Linked DNA regions of Zea mays: region 1 is linked to region 2. The links are chromatin contacts, called in public Hi-C maps. All regions are on one chromosome and are shown on one strand. Each heading gives the region's core, a stretch centred on a gene start, on an enhancer-like site or on the middle of the called end of the contact. The rest is flanking DNA. Distances are from core to core; before and after follow the strand shown.

Region 1 (5,116 bases), core at 1,315-3,814, 780 kb before region 2:
ACTTTAGGCTTTTGTTTCAATTCTAGAACATTTTCCTTGAGGGGTGAGAGCAAGTGTCCTCCAGGAATATAATGGCTGGTCATTATCTGTTCAAAAAGCACAATGCATTAACACTTCAAATCAATTGTACAAGGCTTCACCACAATATCACGAACAGGGTAAAATTTAACCTCAAGTATGGCACGTGGAGATTCATCAGGCAAAACTTCAGGCACCAGAGCCCCAGCAGTCTCATCTAGGTTGTCTTCTGCAGATGATGAAGGGGAAATATCTAGGCCCAGGCCACTATATATAGCAGCAGTATTTCTTGGCAAACTTTTATTGCTGTTCAACTTGATACGTATTTTTCGTGCTTTCTGCTCAGACCCAATGACTGCTCTGTTTAACATCTGTTGATTGCCATCACTCTCATTGGATATTCGACAGTATTCATTTTTCCTGCTGCTGTCTAATTCCGTCTTAACAAAATGGTTCTTTTGCGCATTCTGGAAGCACATTGTAATATTGTCACATGTAGGCATCAATCCTAGTAAGTCAATATATGTAAAATTTTGTAAAGTGTACCTCTGTTAATACATGCAGGGATCTCGAGGCACTGCCATGGTTTTTTGGATCTGCAGTGTTCCTATATTGAGGAAAGCCCAAAGGGGAACGTGGGTATGTTGGCAAGAACGAACCATGGCATCCATACATCGAACCTATGTAGTGTGAACGATTTTTCACATAAGCCAATATAACATCAATAACTGTACAGAGCAAACAGGTTGGCAATTTTTACTCCTCTTACCCAAATTCATATGAGTTATTTCACCTTCAAATTTCTTGCGTAAATGACCCAACACATTTTGGATTCTTTCATCCTGTGAATAATACAGCACGCTTTAGTCTTTTAGCACAAAGAACATAGTTATAAGTAAAAGTTTAAAGGCTGATCATCCAGAAGGATGAGGCTGTACTATGAGAGTGTATACTAAAAAGATAAAGCATGTATGTAAAAGGAGAAAGCCGTTTCTTCTTTTTTGAAGTATAGACAGGTATGGAACAACAAAGTTAAATGCACTCTTTCTGGGTGTAAAACTATCAATAGAAAGCGGTGAAGCATAAGCTTAGAAGGAATAATTCAGCCCTCAAAATACACATTATCACTTACATCGAGGTAACCCCAGAACTATCATATAACAAATATATTAAATCCCTTGAATACATACAAACATGTATGAGTTACCTCCCCACGTATGTCAGCTAGGAAGTCCTTTCAAAGAAAAAATCAGAGTAGAAGATAAATTTTGTCTATATGTTGCCTCTAGGCACTGATCTCAACAGCAGAAATTGATTTGTGTCCAACCTATAAATTGTAAAGTACAAGGGCCTACCTAGGGATGAAACTAGAACGGAAGCAGACGGATACATATCTATGTTAACATAGCAGAGTTTTCACCAAGCAGGACAGGTAACCAGAAAATAACCAAAATCAAATGGAACAGAAAATGTGCACGTGAACCAACAGTACAAACCATACTACTGCCAATCACCAGCAAACTTGTCCCAGTAACCTGCTAAATCTAGCACTGAAATTGAGAAGGTTTCATAATTCACACAAGGGGTACAAGAAATCACCGCAAACTAGTACTACTACTCAACGGTTGCAGAAGTAACTACCAACTAGTCTTGCATAGTTGCATTCTCATGTCGGCTCCGATACTTTACCAGGTAAAGCTAACAAGTTAGCCAAATTCGAATCCCCCACAGAGGCCAGCAATGAACCGGCAGAATCGTAACCCCCCCCCCCCCCCCCCCCCTCCCCACAGCATTCATGTAACCATGTTAGATTGAAGCATTGATGTTGCATTGATAAAAAAAACAACCATGCATTCGTGTCAATCAGTGATTACCTCAACCACACTGCAAAATCGACCTAAATCTCTGCAACATTGGTAACAAGTACTTGTATATCATACTACCCGTAACGCAAAAGAAAACAAAAAAACAATCGCAACGCTGCGACAGCAACACTAATCACCTCGGCACGAGAACGCATTCGCATACTGACATCTGATCAGCCATTGATCCAATACACTCTCACACGCAATAGGACGACGAGGAGGACGAGGAGGAGAGCAGAGAACGTTCTTACGATGCAGGTGAGCGCGTCGGGAATAACCAGCTCACGGCCGCCGCCGGAGGCCGCCTCGCCCTCCTCCAGCTCGAGCTCCCCTTCCTCGTACCCCATCTCCCCGCGCCGCCCCAGCATGACGTCGTCGGCCGCGGGGCGACCCCCGCCGATCGCCGACGCGCCGCAGCCGCCAAGATCACGGCCTAGGGTATTTCACGTTGTCCTTTTCTCTGTTTATAATTTTATTTAATTTTATTGTCTTATTGTTTTTTTATTATGTGCTCCCTCGTCGCATCGGACATCGGTGGTGTGGTATGTGTCTTCCTCGGAGGAGAGCAGAGGACAGAGGACAGGATTGTATGTACGGGAGAAATATAGAAAATATATATACTAGTAGGACGCAAAATATTAATTCGAGGCCCGTGCGGGCCTGGCAGAGCTTTTGCATGCTACTTGTTGGTGCTGGCGGAGATGCCGCATTTTGGATGGGCGTTGGCCGTTGGACGGCGGAGGCGCGGAGGTGAGGCGAGCCTGGCAAGTCCGTGGAAACAAGGCGGCCCGAGCGCACGACGTTTGTGCAGCGGCAGGGAGCAGGGGAAAGATACGCGCCGACCGCGAATGACAAGTGCACGCAAATCTGGCGCGACCACGCGTATCCTACGGCATAGGGCATGCTATATACTATATATCTATTTTTAAGATTTTTTTCCTGAGAATCTTATTAGTGAGAGACTTTTTTTCATTTCTATCAAGTTCGTATTTTCTAAGGTTATTGAAAATATTATAACTTATGTTAGAAAAATATGGTAAGAATTTTCATCATTATTTCATATTTCATTTACCCTAACCTAACAAAATAATTATAAAAAGATCATAATATATTTTTCTAGTCTAAAATATGCTATTAGCTACTAACAAAATCTGTACTGAAAACTCAGTTTATACATAAACAAATGAAAAAAACAAATTTTGTTAAAAAGTAAATTGAAGCAACTCAAATGGGTGGATAGATAAAATGAACAAAAAATACTTTAGAGGGTTATGTGAATATTGTCCATAGAAGAGGGGAGTAATTTGGACTTATTTATAGTCAAAAGTCAACCAAAAGAGATGGCTTCCATCCAAATTCACATTCAAAAGCAACTTTTGTTTAGCACAAATTTGACATCACTTTTACTTATGTCTTTTACTTTCAACTATTCACAAAAATCACTCATCTACCATTGTTACAGAAAAATATCAAATTATTTTTCTTTTTGCATACACACGATTATTTCATGTCTGCATCATCGAAATTATTCATCACTCGCTGCCCCCGCTGGTGATGCCCATATGTCGTTTCCCACCACGTCAACGCCGCCCCACCTCCATATGCCACTTAATTAGGTCATAGAAATTGTCGAAACAAGTCAACATCCAGAAATCTAACAATATGTTGCATCACCATCTTTTGAGTAATTAGGTCATATAACATGTAGCCCATTAGGGGAGCACAAATAGGGGTCCTTGGATTCCTCTTAGACTTATATTCAGTAGTTGTCGCTCACGTTAGTATTTGGATTTTGCTTTAGAACAATCTATTTTTTGAATGGTTGTCGTTATCGGTATGTGAAATCCCAAATTTGAGTACTTAGTCATATATATGTAATTATTATTATACTTGAGTTATATTTTATCATGTTTTTGTTTGTATTCTTTGGTTGTCACGAGGGATTAGTATCCTCAATGAGGGTAATTAGATTGTGACGTGGTTAATAAACACAAAAGAGATGGTGCTAAAAGGTTATAGGGTTTGCATCTTTATGGTTTGCAGCTAGATCGGTCTATCGATTTCCATTAAATCGATAGTTATCTTAAACTTGACAGAAGATTAGGAACTACATCCCTATCAAATGGCATCTGACACTACCGGAATCGACGGCTTTGCCGAGTGTCGCACTCGGCAAAGAGGGCTCGGCACACAGTGCATCGATAAAGTCTTCTTTGCCGAGTACTTTTTCTCAAGCACTCGGTAAAGATTTTGCCGAGTGCCAGGAAGTACTCGGCAAAGACTTTGTCGAGTGCCAGGAAGTACTCGGCAAAGAAAAGCAACCGTCATGGTGCCGGGTGACGGAGACGACGTCTTTGCCGAGTGCCTAGATGACACTCGCAAAGGAGTTACCTTTGCCGAGTGTCTGCCGGCCAGCACTCGACAAAGAATATGTCAGCGGGGTCCCCATGCCAGGTTCTTTGCCGAGTGCTTTGTATGGCACTCGGCAAAGCGTGCTTCTTTGCCGAGTGTCAGAGCCACTACACTCGGCAAAGAACCTATATCGATGCCCAGATCTTGGTTCTTTACCGAGTGCTATGGTCCTGACACTCGGCAAAGAACCTATACCGGTGCCTTAGGCCTTCTTCATGTCTTTCCACCACTTGGCGACTTCATCTCTTGGTTTGGTCTATCACATAATGCTGTCAGATCCACTCTTGCCTTTACGTTATCCTTTGACTTATGAGGAATGTCCATAATTGTTGCCCACAGTGCCTCAGCAACATTCTTTTCAGTGTGCATCACGTCAATATTGTGTGGAAGGAGCAGGTCGTCATAATAGGGGAGCCGAGTCAAGCCAGACTTATGTGTCCACATATGTTGCTCACCATATCCCACAAAACCACCTTCTGTGTTGGCCACGAGCCCATCTATCTATTGATGAATTTTGGCACCAGTCATCGTTGCAGGTGGGCGGTCTGTCACTACGACACCTTTCGTAAAGTTCTTGATGTTTAGGCAGAATGGATGGTCAGGAGGGAGAAATTGTTGATGTTTATCGAAGGACGAATATTTGCCACCCTTTTTCAACCAAATGAACCTGAGAGCTTCCTTGCAAACTGGGCATGGGAACTTACCATGAACACACCAGGCGCAGAATAGCCCATACGCCGGTAAGTCATGCATGGAGTACTGGTACAAAACATGCATTCTGAAGTTTGTCTTCGTACCTTGGTCATACGTCCATACCCCTT
Region 2 (4,771 bases), core at 2,026-4,525:
ACTTCACTGAACTAAAGAAAGCAATGCCTGATATGTTTGCAGGAATATTTTCTCTTATTTGCTAGTTCGGTACATTCTATTAGTCTTTAGTCAACTGCTTTAGTATTTATCTGGATGCTGAGATAATCTAACTAGTAAAGATCTGGTGTTTAGTCTACTGTGATATATAAAAAGGTATACTGAATTGGAGATCTACCATGTGTCTTTTGTAAGTAGAAGCAAATAGAAACCCCAGATATTTAGGTTGCCCTAATGCTGTATTACATGTTCAATCTCGCGTTCTAGGTTTTACACTAAAGCTGACCATGCTATTAACTTATGGAGACCTGTTAATCTCTTTTTTTATTACATTCAACTATTGGAAAAAAATTAAACTGATGCACTCTTTGTTCATCCTATGAGGTTCTAGCGATGATAGCTTATAAATAGTGCTTTGCTTCTGTCTGTTACAAGAAAAAGAATTTGGAGTTGCTTCCTACCACAAACAGTGAAGTTCAAACATTATGGTGGAATATGTACTTGCCATTTGCATGCTAATGGGATTGTTGTGATCTTTCGTCTGGATTGATTTGTATGCCATGCACACTATCATAATGGTAACCTAATAGTATGTGAAATGTTTGAAGAAAAAAAAAACTGCACTATACTTGCCAATTAATTGTTTGGCATGTGAAATTGTCATTTTGGATCACCGGCTAATATTCTCATGTCAGATTTGGATGGCGTGGTCAATCGCGGGATAGCATTGGGACAGTTCTCTGTGTTGATGATGATGGAATCTTGAGGGTTGGTTTTCCAGGAGCTTCTAGGGGATGGAGAGCTGATCCTGCAGAAATTGAAAGGGTTGAAGAATATAAGGTTGGTAACTGGGTTCGGATTCGTCCTTCACTAACGGTTGCTGTGCATGGCATGGAGTCCATTACTCCTGGAAGTGTTGGGATTGTATACTCCATCAGACCAGATAGCAGTCTTTTATTGGGACTTTGCTATTTGTCCAATCCATGGCTGTGTGAACCGGAGGAGGTTGAACATGTTGACCCATTCAAGGTAGTTTTTGAACTATCACATAATATAATGTCTATTTGTAATTTATAGTTCTGTTCAATTATTTGAACTATCTACTATTCAATACTTTGTTCCAAATTATAGTTCACTTTGACTTTGTCTTAATTTGAACCTCTTTTTTTGACTAAGTTTATGAAAAACACACAAATACCAACAATCTTGAATTAGTTTCATTACATTCTCCATGAAATATATTTTAATAGTGTATTTATTTGAACTTGTAGGTGTTAATATTATTTTCTAAAATCTTGGTCAAAGCTAGCAATTTTTGACTTAGGACAAAACCAAAGTAAACTATAATTTGGAGCGGAGGGAGTATATAATCTATTTCTTCTTGTGTTTACAATCCCTTACATCTAAGGCTCCCTTTGTACTGTTGTGGTGTTTATTTGACTACCTTATGGTTATATAAACATAAAGATCAATTTTTACTGTCTATTTTACAATTCTAACTAGATTCAGTAGGGCTATACAGCAATGGAAACTCACCTTTCGTATATTTGTGCTTTCGTGGAATTTTGGTGCCTGTTTGTTTTTTCTTAGTTATGTTCTTGTTTTTGCAAAACGAAATTCCAGATTGGGGACCAAGTATGTGTAAAGAGGTCTGTTGCAGAGCCCAGATATGCATGGGGCGGTGAGACTCATCACAGTGTTGGGAAAATAATTGACATCGAGAGTGATGGCCTGCTCATCATTGATATTCCTAATCGGGCTGCACCATGGCAGGCAGATCCATCGGACATGGAAAAGATTGAGAACTTCAAGGTATAAACTTTTTAATATTCATGTTAATGCCTTAATCGATTTTCTTTGGATCATTACCTTCCATTTATATTTGCAGGTTGGCGATTGGATTAGAGTCAAAGTGACAGTTCCCTCACCCAAATATGGATGGGAGGATGTGACTCGAAATAGTATTGGGATAATTCATAGTCTACAAGATGATGGAGATGTGGGTGTTGCTTTCTGCTTTAGAAGCAAGCTTTTTCTTTGCTCAGTTGCAGATATCGAGAAGGCACAACCATTTGAAGTAGGGGAAAAAGTTCATGTGTCACCTTCCATATCTGAGCCACGCCTCGGCTGGTTAAATGAAACTGCAGCTACTATTGGAGCCATATCAAGGATTGACATGGATGGGACTTTAAATATCAAGGTTTCTGGCCGAAAAAGCTTATGGAAGGTTGCTCCTGGTGACGCTGAGAGGCTTTCAGCTTTTGAGGTTGGAGATTGGGTCCGCCCAAAACCAAGTATTGGGAGCAGACCTACTTATGACTGGAATAGTGTTGGGAGAATAAACATTGCAGTAGTCCATAGCATTCAGGACTCTGGTTACTTGGAGTTAGCTGGCTGTTTCAGGCATGGGAAGTGGCTAACCCATAACACAGACATTGAGAAAGTGCAGACAGTAAAAATTGGTCAGCATGTTCGGTTCCGTGCTGGAATTTCAGAGCCTAGATGGGGATGGAGAGATGCGAACCCTGATTCTAGAGGCATCATCGCTGGTGTACATGCTGATGGAGAAGTAAGGGTCGCCTTCTTTGGTGTGCCGGGATTGTGGAGAGGCGATCCTGCAGATCTTGAAATTGAGAATATCTTCGAGGTTGGAGAGTGGGTTAGGCTGAGGAACGATGTGGAGCAGTGGAGATCACTCAAGCCTGGTAGCATTGGTGTGGTGCATGGGGTGGGATATCAAGGTGATGCTTGGGATGGAACCATTCATGTCGCTTTTTGTGGTGAGCAGGAAAGGTGGATTGGGCCTTCTAGCCAGCTTGAAGGAGTTAGCAAGTTTGTTGTTGGGCAGCGTGTTCGAATCAGAGGCTGTATCCGCCAGCCAAGATTTGGTTGGTCCAATCATAGTCATTCAAGCATAGGGACAATCTCATCTATTGACGCAGATGGGAAACTGAGGATTCATACACCAGCTGGTGCCAGGGCTTGGTTGACAGACCCAGCAGAGGTGGAAAAAGTGGAGGACGAGGAGGAAGTCTGTATTGGGGACTGGGTGAAGGTTAAGGACTCAGTTGGAACCCCAGTGTATCAATGGGGTGATGTGAACCACAGCAGTATAGGGGTGGTCCACCGGGCTGATGATGGAGAGCTCTGGATTGCTTTCTGCTTCTGTGAGAGGCTGTGGTTATGCAAAGCATGGGAGGTGGAAAAGGTGAGGCCCTTCAGACAAGGTGACAAAGTACGGATACGATCTGGTCTTGTATCCCCCAGATGGGGCTGGGGGATGGAGACCTACGCGAGCAAAGGCGAGGTTGTGGGTGTGGATGCAAACGGAAAGCTGAGGATAAAGTTTCGGTGGAGGGATAGACTTTGGATTGGGGACCCGGCTGATGTCGTTCTTGATGATGCCCATTTATTGACGGAGGCTTCTAATGGCTTTTGACCTTTTTGTTCATAGGCTTGTGGTATTCTTTTGACCCCATATCTCATTTCTTGCACCCATCCATTTTGCAGCATTTCAAATTTAGCAAAATCTCAACCTGCAGTGGAGTTGCAAGTTGCACATAGTTATCATCGCATAGGCATGCATGGCAGGGTGTATTTCTTGTTGATAACCGGGGAATGAGAAGACAGCGATAGTGAAATACTCCTAGAGTTGATAACCACCACCTAGGTTTTTTTCCCTTTGGTCTACATGTATAATTATGCCGCCTGATACCTTTTGGGTTTCAGTGTACCATATATACCAGTGTACAGGTTCGGACCTGAACATTAATTTGATTGATAGTGGTCTACTGGTCTTGTATGTGCTGACTCGTTGTGCACCGAGTGGCTGGCAATGCCGCGTGTACCAGGAGTTACTGCAAGCTGCTCAGTGGCATACGAGTATGATGACGTATATGGTACAAACTGCACTGCTGTGTATGCGTGGCACCAGTGTTGGTGTGGTAATGGATCGTGATCTAAATAATTTCACAAAATGGTTGGGCTCTAAATAAAGTTTAGTTTAAAAATGAATAGAAATAGAGTCTGATCCTTTAATCTTATAGTATAAAATTTAGAGCTCACTGGTACCCTAATGGCACCTCCACAACTGTTACCTCTAATGCCACCTCCACAAAATAAATGAGGAATCTCCACAAAATGAGGAATTAATGGCCTGTCTATTTCACCTTAAAGATTATATAATCTTGATTATAATCTGAATTATATAATCTAGATTATAATTTATCGTATGCAACTGTTTGGTAGTGTAGATTATACAAGTATATAAGGGTGGTATGGATCGTGATCTAAATATTTCTTTACAATTTGTTGTATATAAGGGTGGTATGGATCGTGATCTAAATATTTCTTTACAATTTGTTAGGTCTCTATATTTATTTTATTTTAAAAATAAATATAAATAAAGCCTTATCTTAATTCGATTTGATCCATGCTTATCATTCCTACGAGTACATATTATTGTTCTATAAGAAAGTACGCTACAAAGAAAATGGTATTATTCTAGCAAATAATGCATTGGCAATTTGATCATGAATGTTATTCATCCACGAGAAGCTACAACAGAGGCATGCACATGTATGTTTCTTGTGAACATTTTATCGAGCAGCTAGAGCACACCCGAACTATGGTAGGCAGCATCTACGCCGTGGACTACTGTGGCGATGCCGGCATTCGGTAGTTCGCGCCATGCGCCACAGTTGATGACGCCCCATGACACAGTTGACGAGCCCGTGCCGCCGTTCTCTAGTTC

Evidence for each region. Hi-C and Micro-C count contacts between places; a contact is called where the count stands out from the background.
Region 1: a Hi-C map of tassel shows a contact between it and region 2, with 2.8 times the contacts expected there. The contact joins the promoter of LOC103635747 here to the enhancer-like site in region 2. A contact is called at or near these places in 3 of 25 Hi-C or Micro-C datasets (ear, endosperm and tassel).

The regions. Positions count from the first base shown.
Region 1 is chr8:117,390,967-117,396,082 of Zm-B73-REFERENCE-NAM-5.0, reverse strand. LOC103635747 reads right to left here and starts at 2,564. Exons shown (of 14, transcript XM_008658128.4): 1 at 2,135-2,564; 2 at 788-860; 3 at 565-698; 4 at 171-485; 5 at 1-86. The coding sequence starts at 2,251.
Region 2 is chr8:116,612,550-116,617,320 of Zm-B73-REFERENCE-NAM-5.0, reverse strand. It overlaps LOC103635738 (E3 ubiquitin-protein ligase KEG), which reads left to right. Exons shown (of 15, transcript XM_008658118.3): 13 at 714-1,047; 14 at 1,642-1,830; 15 at 1,907-3,826. The coding sequence ends at 3,457. Among protein-coding and RNA genes, the nearest start is that of LOC103635738, 22 kb to the left of the region's middle. Within about 2 kb of position 3,275, at least 17 of the 20 cell types and tissues checked have an H3K27ac peak or open chromatin away from gene starts, as enhancers often do. A contact at or near this core is called in ear, endosperm and tassel, where this site is marked.